Regions from separate parts of the Mus musculus genome. Here region 2 is linked to region 1. Evidence: chromatin contacts called from public Hi-C data. All regions are on one chromosome and are shown on one strand. Each heading gives the region's core, a stretch centred on a gene start, on an enhancer-like site or on the middle of the called end of the contact. The rest is flanking DNA. Distances are from core to core; before and after follow the strand shown. Region 1 overlaps Pcdh9 (protocadherin 9). Region 2 overlaps Pcdh9 (protocadherin 9).

Region 1 (5,109 bases), core at 425-2,924:
ATGCACGGTCTTTTGGATGTAATAACCCAGGTCAATCTTAAAAATATTTAGTCTCATTTTCATGTGGGAATTTAGTGTGGGAATCTGCTCACAATCACATTCCCACATTTGTGTATTTAATGTGACATGGTGAAAAATATTTCTGTGTGTGCCTGAGCATGTGTGCATTTATACATTGTATGCCTGCATGCATGTGTGCAAGTGTGTGTGTGTGTGTGTGTGTGTGTGTGTGTGTGTGTGTGTGTGTGTGTGTGTGTTAGAAAATAGTGATGGGAAGTATCAGGAACTGATTGCTTATGGGAAGCTGGGAATTCTGAGAGAAAATGTTAAGGATATCGATGGTAGGAATCAAAATGAAAGACATCAACAAAAATAAAATAAAACTATTGAAATACCTTATTCAAAAGCAATATAGAAGATGAGATCTAAATAGCCACCATTTACCACCCCACCCAGACCTCCCTTTTATCTTTCTGGTCTGATTCAGTGCAGAGTGGTGTATCCAAGTAGGGAAGGATCTACACCAGTCAGCCTGAGGAGATTATTTGAAGACGTGGTAAGAAAAGAGCAATAGGTTGAAGACAAGCTTCATTTGTGGTCTCTTCTGATCTTTGTACCAAAACAACTCTGTGTTAAATAGGTGAAAATAAAGAGGTCAGGTATACTTGCTTTAGTTACATAATATTTGGACATTTGTTGTGAACTTTAACTGTGAGAAAGATGATTAGTAGCAGATTCAATTCTGAAAAGAAATAGTTCCACCCTAGACTATAGTTGAACCATAGAGTACAAGTATTTACTTAGAGAATAAAGTTAAATATATACCTGTGCTGTATTTGTAGCGGTATATGAAAAATTAATATCACATTTTTTTCAATTTTTATAACAATGAAAATTAGTTTTCTGATAGGAGAATAATAGCCTAAAGAATTTACAGGAACATAATCATAGAAGAAAAATGTCTTATCCCTGAATAGCTTGTTGTAGCAAATGCCATTTTCTTGTTATACTTTATAATTTCTGATATGTTTCACTTACATTACTGAAAAGTTAGTATCTCAGGAAATTAAAAAGTTATATTTGAAAAGGTGCATTTTATTAAAGCAATAAATAAAAAAATAAATAAATAAGAGAAACTTCTTCAGATATTGCTTTGCAGCTCTGAAGACAGCAGGATCCTTCCAAATGTCACAAGAAAAAAAAAAACATCTGGTCAGAACCTGACAGCATCAGAGAAAAATGCCACTGAATTAATACTGCCTTAGAAGGCCTTGGGGAAATAGAGAATATATTATCAGTTTGGTAGTGAATGACACCCAGAAACTGAAGGACTAAACACACAAGTTAGAACAAACATGGAAACATCTTAGCTAACATAAGAAAGTGGGCTATCTTTTCAAACGTTAATTCCATTTTTTCAAAGAGTTGTTTCATGACTGTTTAATTTCTGTGTAAGTAACTGACATGCTGGCTCTGTTCACAATCCTTACATCTGTATCTTGTTTCTTTTATATATAAAGTTCATCTCGGTTTCTGTACTATTGGAAATCAGAGATGTACACATGCCTTAAGATTTCAGAGAATCCTGTTTAGATAGGATTTGATCTAAAAGGAGGCATATGTTAAATCGTCTTACTTGAGGCCAGACTCTCTTCTAACTCTGCACCCCACAGTGCTCATTCGAGTGAAGAGTCATCTTTGAAGGCAATTGGAGCGTCTTGGTTGGCTGAGCACCATGGAGCTTGGAGCAAGATAAAAAAAGAACCACAGACTTTCAACTATAATTCTGCTAGCGGGACATACTGAAGCCATCCAGGCTGACAACTGTGGGATGGGGTTCACTGGCCTGTTAGCCACAAAGAAATACATAGCATACGTCTATAATTATAAACCAAACATAATCCAATAACAAATCGGTAAAAGGGTGCTAATTACACTCAAAATTTATTTTATTGAAATTTTCTTCTAAATAATGTATGCATGCACATATAATTATTGTGTTTAGAGTTCATCTTTGCATCTGTGTCAAGATATGGAGAAATAAGACATGGGTTTTATTTGGTTTTCATTAACATAGCATAGAAATAGCATAGGTAAAGACTGTATTGGTAACTTATTTTAACCTAAGGGAAAACTGAAAGTTTTAATAAATGTAGTTTTCCTACGTTCAGCAACTTTTAGGTCCTTTATGAATGCCTTATCACTGTGTCCAAAATTATTAAAAATAAAACACTCCATGTTCTATTACTAAATATGAAGGAGAGTTCAAAATCTATTCAAGCGATTTTGATTCCCAATCAAGTTTGGGAACATTGTACTTGATTTTCTGTGGTCAAATCCCTCTAAAAAATCAAGAAAGAGCGTCTAAAAGACGCTAGTATAATTCAGCTAGTTAACCCTGTTATGCCAATATGCTTCCAGAGACAGGCTTTCTATAAATATTTTATAGTTAAACAGGTCTACTGTATGCATTCTTTTCTACTCTCCGTTTCTCTTATATTAACTAGTCATTACTTTTCTTATCCTGCATATTTGTAAAATTCCCTCATCTACTTTCAATATCCACTATGAGTCTCTTTACAAAACCATCCAAAACAAAAACAAAAAAACCTCTTTCAACTGATAGGCAAAATTGTCTTGTTCATGCCTCCATAATGTAGCTTATTCATAAATCTTTGGATCTTTTTGTGGATAAACACACACACAGAGTTAAAATGGAACTCTAACCACTTTCTTGATGACTCTTGTTGACAATGCAACACCTTTCTCCTTGTTTTTTCATCAAGATTTATTTTTCTGAAATTTCTTATTTTTTGTTAGTTAAACTTAGAATCTCAGTCTTTCTGTTCAAAGTCTTTTAATTCATCAAGAGTGATGGCATGCCAAATGACTTCTTATGAGTTCCTGTTGTGCATCATTTTGGTCACCCCTGGATTTCTGTTGCTCAGTTTGTAGTCTTTATTGTCGAAAAAACAGATGAAGTAGAGAGTGTAATATGTGCCTTTGCATTGAGAACCTACAACTGTCTTATACAAATGGTTTCCCATTATTTATGTTGGATGTGATTTTCAATTGAAGCATATTTATTTAGACTAATGCTCGTGTCTTTCATGAGAAATAAAAATTGAGAATAAAAAATGAAAAATTGGAACTCTAATTTTTATGTCATTGTGAGATACTAGAATAGTGTTTCCTTCAAACATGTTTCTGAGTCCTTGGACTTAGATATCAGAAACCAAAGGGTGAAACTAAGAAGGTTGAGGGGCTAGAGCCAGCGGAAAATACTGATACGTGAAGCCAAAACTGGAAACTGAGCACCCGGCTGTGTGAGATCAGAAACTGCAAGCAGAAGCCAAGCTGAGTCAAAACCCAGGACTGGTAGTCATGGCAACAAGGCCACATCCAGGAGTCAGAGCCAGAAATCAGAGCAGGTCAAATATGGAACAGGCTGTTGGTCAGAGTAGAGAGGTGACAGCCAGAGAACCAGACTAGGAAGAAACCAGGAAACGCTTCATGGTGCCCAGACGGCAAAGAAGTTCCTGTGCCCAGGCCAGATGGAATTCTGCTGGATGTCTGGTCACGACTCCAGCTGGCTCACAGTCCCATTCACTGTTCTTGTGCAGATTCCTCCAACTGCCTTCTGATGTTCTATGGTTTCCTATCTTTTGGATGCTCTGAATGCAGCTTCATAAAGTTAATTTTGCCAGAAGTTCGGTAAGGTGACTCCATTTATAGAATATGTCAGAAGCAAGTTAAAAGAGGATTTTCTTCTTTACACTATATACGAGAGTATACTATGTCTTTAACTACCACAATAAAAAATCCAAGGACACTGACCATGACATTGCGATATTATAAAATAAGCCTTCAGAAGCATTATCACATGTCTATTATGTGTCAGAGTCTCTACAAAGAAAAAGCACTGATATTATTATTAGTAAAACTGATGGTTACCAGTTAACTATAACACACGTAGATGGCTTTGTGATATTATAGTATTTCACTAATAATAATGTCTGGCATATTTTCATACTATATCTAGCTGTACTGTTTTTCTTATTGAGAAGAGCATATGTGAATATGTGAAACAGATTATTAGTATTATTTTCATAAGAACTTTATTAGGTAGGTATTTATTGCCACCTGCCTCTTTTTGAATACAGAATGAAACTGAGACGTAGTGATAATTGTGAGCCAAATATGGGAGGAGCCAAAGGTGAAAAAAATTGAAGCCATTATGTAAGCATTAGACACAAATCTGTCATTTTTTTGAGCATATGTCTGTAAATTTAACATATTCTACCGAAGTATTCAATTCTGTATCCAGTTTATCTGTACAGTTACCAGAAGAAAATAAAATCGAAGTTATCCCTATCAACACTCTATCATGTAGGTAATGTAATAGTATAAGCCTCTTAGAAGCAGTTTTAAAGGATTCCCTAGATGACAAATGGGAAGAAACTTAGGATACTTATGTTTTTATCCATTGAGGTAGCTCTCTCTGATTCCCCTAACTTACAAATATTAGACACTCATCAAACTGCACAGTAGTCTGAAAAGCTGCCGTAGGTACATTAATCACAAAGTTTTCCATTATCTTTTCTCAAACTAAAAACATTAAAATAGAGTTTTTTTTTTACTCTAAGTTTTGAAGTCTACTTTTATGAAATGATGGCACATTTTCCCAAATTTGTTAGCAGCCCTCATCTTTGAAAATGAAGGGTCTAGCTCTTGGGGGCTTCCAAATTGCAATTTCAAATGTTTAACAGGTAACACAAAGGCCCATCCCAAATCAGATACAGATAAAATAATCCCTTTAACTTAGCCAAACAAGAATCTGTCTGTCTGTCTGTCTGTCTGTCTGCCTATCTATCTAATCTATCTATCTATCTATCTATCTATCTATCTATCTATCTATCTATCTATCTATCTATCTATCTATCTATCTACCTATTTGTGTACGTATATATGTGTTTGTGTGTATGTATGTATATATGTGTGTGTATGTGTGTATGTGTGTATATAATTTATAAAATCTTAAATATATGTATATATGTTTGTATTATATAGTATTGATTTCTGAATATATATGTACATATACATGCAAAT
Region 2 (5,224 bases), core at 627-3,126, 530 kb after region 1:
TGAAAATGATGCTAAAGGAAAAGTAGATGAATGCAAAGTCATACCTACAGAAATTTTTTAAAAAAGTACAGTAAAACAAAACAATTATAAGCGAAATTAAAAGAATATTCATCTGTTAAGTAAACTGGGTACCTCTCTCAGTGTGGAGCTGCTATGTTTAGACAAAAGAGATGGAAGACGGTCCTTGAGTGCCTGAAGAACATACTCCATAGCTGGTTGATGTTTGCAAACTTAACGTCACAATAATCTTAATAAGTAAACATATGTCCACGAAACTGAGAAATCAAGGGCCTACTTCTACTTGCTAGGTGATGCAAGGCTGTATTAATAATGACAACATTTTCATATAGTAGATCATCCAGTCATTTCTGCTATGACAAGTATCAAATTATTTCTATGGTCTCCAATTTACTAGCTGGCAAAAATGAATTAAATAGGTCAAATCATCTCAAAGGCACATTTGAAGCTTCAGCATGTAAGAATCCTCTGAGTTCTATTAGACACTAAATTTATCTTTCTAAAATTAATATAGTAACCAGACACTGCATTAATCACTATTCAATTATTATTTTGCTTCCCTTTATAGAGCACTTGTTAGATTCTAGTGCATTTTCTACTTTACCAATGAGTGCGCTAAGAATAACTGCATGGCACCTTTGCCTGTATCTTTTCTTATCTTTCTCAACCATGGAACAACACAAATTCAGTGGACATTATATTTTAGGGAAAACACTCAGTACGCATTCCATCTAAATACTGTGATAGTTAATACTGACTGCCATCCTGTTAGAATCTAGGCTCACCATGGAGAAATACTTTCAACCAGTTTGCTTACACAGTGTGTTTTTAAATTAAGGAAATCACAAAGGTTGGAATCCCAGAAGGAATAGAGTAGATGGTATGCTGACACAAGCATTCGTGTATCTCTGTCTGCAGCCTGAAGGTGTAATCTGACCAGCTGCTTCATGTCCCTGCTGCTATACCTTTCCTATCGTGATGAACACTGCCTTCAGTCTATGAACCAATATAAACTTTTGCTTCTTGCCTTAGTGTGATCTCGTCCATATTTTGTCACATCAATGAGAAGAGGAAAAAAGAAAAGGAAGAAAACACTGCAAATATGAAGATGCAATGAGAGGATTCCTCTTTCTGATTTACGTCTTCCACCCTTCCCATCTTGGAAGCCTTGATATATAATGTAACAGACACACCTACTGTTACATAAGAAAAAAGCAAGTTGGTCAAGTCAAATACAGTTAGATGGTGTGAAATGTAAACGGCCTAAGAATGTTTGTGTCCTCTTATACAATTTTGTAGACAAAATATAAATGAAAAGTATGATACGAGGATTAAGTTTAAATTCAAAACTCTCTCAGAAGATTTCTAAGATTCTCATCAATTCAGTTCACTTCAGTCATCACTACTGAAAGTTCATGTAAGGGTAAAGAAATGTAAGTGAGTCACTTTGACACTCTGGAGAAGTCACTACAGTTCTCCTTAACTACTATACTGCAGATAGTAATGCTTCAGCCTGTGGAATGCCCGCATTGACATTTGATGCTAAAACCAGGTCTGTGCTTGGTACCATCCTGGCTATATACCTGGGGTGGGCCTTTGTCAGCTGGAGAGGATGCACTGTCCTGCTAGGAACAGATGGCCTGGCAGGAAAACTTTAAACCCTGAGGCTCACTGCTCCTACTACTACCCAGAAGTCAATAACCCTTACCTCAAGCAAAATTGAATTGTTTAAAATAAGAGATGTCAAGTATCAAAGGGTTTTTGTCAATTATTGCCATATTTAAAAAACCATCAGTGAAATGAACATATTTTGCTGTCACTGTATTTATGAAAGATCTTCCTGTCAAGACTGAAATGAGGGCTTCAAATCATGCTAAGACACCGCAGAGATCCTCACTGATTTTATAGTACTGCAAGCTAATGTTCACACTTATTTGAATTTTGAGGCAAAAGTATAGGCAATTATCATATAAACTCTATCAGCTTTTATTTAGGAAATTTGAATACACTGAGATAAAACATTTTTAACCTAGGTACAATAAAACAAAATATTATGCCTACTTATTAGGAAAGACAAGAATGAAGAAAGGAAAATTTTAAGAGCAGTGAATGAAAAATTAACTTCAAATTGAGGGTTTGCAAAGAGTACACATGGGAGGACCCATGGCTCCAGCTGCATATGTAGCGGAAGATGGCCTACTCTGTCATCAATAGAAGAGGTCCTTGGTCCTGTGAGAGCTCAATGCCCCAGTGTAGGGGAATGCCAGGACTAGGAAGAGGGATTGGGTGGGTTGGTGAGCAGGGGTGGTGGGGAAGAAAATAGGAGGTTTTCGAAGGGAAACCAGGGAAGGGAATAATACTTGAAATGTAAATTTAAAAATATCTAATAAAAATGCATAGTGAGCAAAGCAAAAAATAAAAAAATAAAAATAAAGATGGAAAAAAATTAGAGGGTCTCTCTGGTATTTTGAAAAAGGAAGGGGATGTTATGAAGTTTATTACGCACTTTATGTATACTGTCAAGATATTTACCTCTCTGGGTGCATGTGCTTTTGTGTTTATATACTTTTGTTTATGGTAAAGAGATCTAGAGAAACAATATAGACCATTTAAAATCAGCTGAGATGCTGAGAAGCTGAAATTATGCTAAACAACACAAATGAATGTCTTTCATCTAGTGACTTAATAAGACACAGAGCAAAGAAAAGTTGCTGGCACAGGTTCACTCTCAGCTGATACAGAGGAAAGGCCATTGTGTCTCAGGATTTCCAATGTGAAAATCAGTTCAATAACATGAATATATGACCCAGGAGGGCATCAACTCACATCTCAGAGCACACTCCATTTTGTCTCCATTTGTCACTTGCACCATCTACACAGTCTCCTGCAGAATCCTGTGTAGCAGAGTATTTGAAAATCCTCAGCATGCAGCTGTTATCACACAGAGGCCCAGATTGGTTGTATCCTCAGAATCCAAAAAAGCACCAGTATCCTTTTTCTCAGAGATCTACTACGGAACTACTGTCAGCAGAAGACATTTTCTTTCTTTGAAAGATACAGCTTCATCTTATAGTGCCTCCTGCTTCTATTTCCTCCTTATTGATGTTTGTTTAATGAGGAAATGGGGGAAGAAGTAAAAAATTTCACTCTGTGCATTGTGATTGCTAGTCTTTTGTTTCCCAAAGTAATCATGATGAAAAGAGCCCGCCACTTTGCCATGTTCGGATTGTGAGACTCACATGATTTACATGGAAGCAAAAAAAAAAGTTTTTAAAATTAAAAGCATATTTGTAACTATTTTGAAGTACATATGGTCATTCCTACAATTTTGAATATAAGCACCCTAGTCTGCAACATCAAGTATGAGTGAACTGCCAGCCATTTTCTCAACATTATCATGGAGGTAAATGTATAAAATCTATACATGCCTGGACTAAAAAAATCATGGAATGGATATACAATATTGGAAAATGAGGCAGAAAGGAATTCTACCAATTGCTTGAAATATGTTTCGAGATATCAAGGGCTTTCATTTTTAATTCAGTCAGAACTGATTCTATTCACAAATTTGAGAGTGCTTTTGTAGGAGAAGTGAAGGCCCAAATCACAGGCATCAGAGGTATCTCCAAAAAAAGAGCCCGTACTCCTGGACAATCTGTTCTTCCGAATCAGGAACATCAAAGAGGAAACCTGCTCACTCTAAGGCATGTCTGAGATTTTCATTCTTTTGAATATATCCAATGTGTCTGCATTTGAAAAAAAAAGGGGCAAATCTAATTCTTTAGGCTATAAATCACTCTAATGTGGAGGGAAATGTGTTAGCTGGTTGTATTACAAAGCCTTTACTTTATATTTAATAGGCACCTGCAATTCCAGCATTCTACAAAGCGCTCTACTTTGCAAATCTTTAAAGCCCTCCTTAATTTTCAACACTGATTTCCTGCAGTCTATGAGCTTATGAAGGGTTCACTGTGTTCATACAGATCTATGCAAAATGTGTCGCCTGGGCTTCCTGGTCTGTGATGGTATTCATCTGCAGGTGAATCCCAAACTCCTATCACTGCTATGCTTATTTCCAACTAAAATAAATATTCTCAGGATGAATGCTGAAGATTAGGAAGAAAAAAAAATGTGGCTAAGTAAGTAGCTGGCAGGGAGACATGCGTAAATAGCCGCTCAATAACAACCCTTCATACCACTGCAGTGGAAGCTTAAAGTACCAAAGCCCCTGCCACCATTGCTTTTTGGAGTTCTAAAAGGGATTAGATAGTTTCTTAGTCAACTGCTGAGAGCTTGAAAAAGGCTTGGAACTGGACAGTAGGAAAGATGCACATTAGTGAAACGCAAAGATGGTTTGTCAGCAAAGACTATGGAAGGACATCAAACTAAAGACATTATACAAGCAAGAAAAATGAACAAAATTCCTATTCTCCCCTAGAGCCAATATAATTAGAGTCCTGCACATGTTAGTGTACCTAGTGAAATTCTACATAATAATGTCCATTCAAGAACAAGTATGTCACCTCTTTGCTCACATACGCTTGAATAATTTATATAGAATGAATCAGAAGAAGCAGTCACACGTGCTTTCTTGTCCTGCCTGGTTTCCATTTTCCCTTCTGGATCGGCTCCCACCATGTCCATCATTTAAAAAGCAACACATCCTCTATAAACTAATGGTGAAGATGATCAGAAAACATTTTCACAGGTCTTACTGGCTATACATGTAAATAGATCTCTAATGCATGTCCCAGGAGTCTGGCTTATTTTGAATTACATATTATAACCTCGAAAGCTCTACTAATTCTGCCTGTACTCTTATTTATAGGAGACACACTGATTGGGACATATAAGTGTGGAAACTTAAAACATTTAAGTTTAAAACAGTAGACTGTTATCTACTTTCCGTTATAACACTCTATTAAAAACAGTTGTTTATCTCACATAGGAAGTTTGAATTAATGATTCTTGGCTTATAGGAAAAAGGGAAGGTAAATATGATGTGAAATGTCAATCACAGTAATATATCTTTCAAGTTGTATGTTTCTGAAGACTGACAGCCAATCCGATTATATCAAACAAAGGCAAAAAGGCATGTGTTCCTTTCTAAATGAAATGTTTGACAGTTTTAGCAGTTATCTGAACTAAGAATGGATAATATTTTAAATACTGGAGTGGATGTATCTCTTCATATACATGAGGGGAT

What was found. A called contact is a pair of places that touch in the nucleus more often than the background predicts.
Region 2: a contact with region 1 is called in a Hi-C map of cerebellar granule neurons, with 2.0 times the contacts expected there. The contact joins two enhancer-like sites. A contact is called at or near these places in 2 of 39 promoter capture datasets (cranial neural crest and embryonic stem cells), 3 of 484 Hi-C or Micro-C datasets (cerebellar granule neurons, cerebellum and nephron progenitors), 11 of 115 datasets of contacts at active chromatin or transcription factors (the 230-238 cell line, embryonic basal ganglia, embryonic fibroblasts and 8 more) and 2 of 9 other capture datasets (adipose tissue and pancreatic islet).

What each region holds. Positions count from the first base shown.
Region 1 is chr14:93,347,642-93,352,750 of GRCm38.p6, forward strand. The region is part of intron 3 of Pcdh9 (protocadherin 9); the gene reads right to left. Among named protein-coding and RNA genes, the nearest start is that of Gm23509, 210 kb to the left of the region's middle. Within about 2 kb of position 1,675, at least 3 of the 459 cell types and tissues checked have an H3K27ac peak or open chromatin away from gene starts, as enhancers often do. A contact at or near this core is called in cerebellar granule neurons and cerebellum, where this site is marked.
Region 2 is chr14:93,874,550-93,879,773 of GRCm38.p6, forward strand. The region is part of intron 2 of Pcdh9 (protocadherin 9); the gene reads right to left. Among named protein-coding and RNA genes, the nearest start is that of Pcdh9, 14 kb to the right of the region's middle. Within about 2 kb of position 1,877, at least 3 of the 459 cell types and tissues checked have an H3K27ac peak or open chromatin away from gene starts, as enhancers often do. A contact at or near this core is called in cerebellar granule neurons and cerebellum, where this site is marked.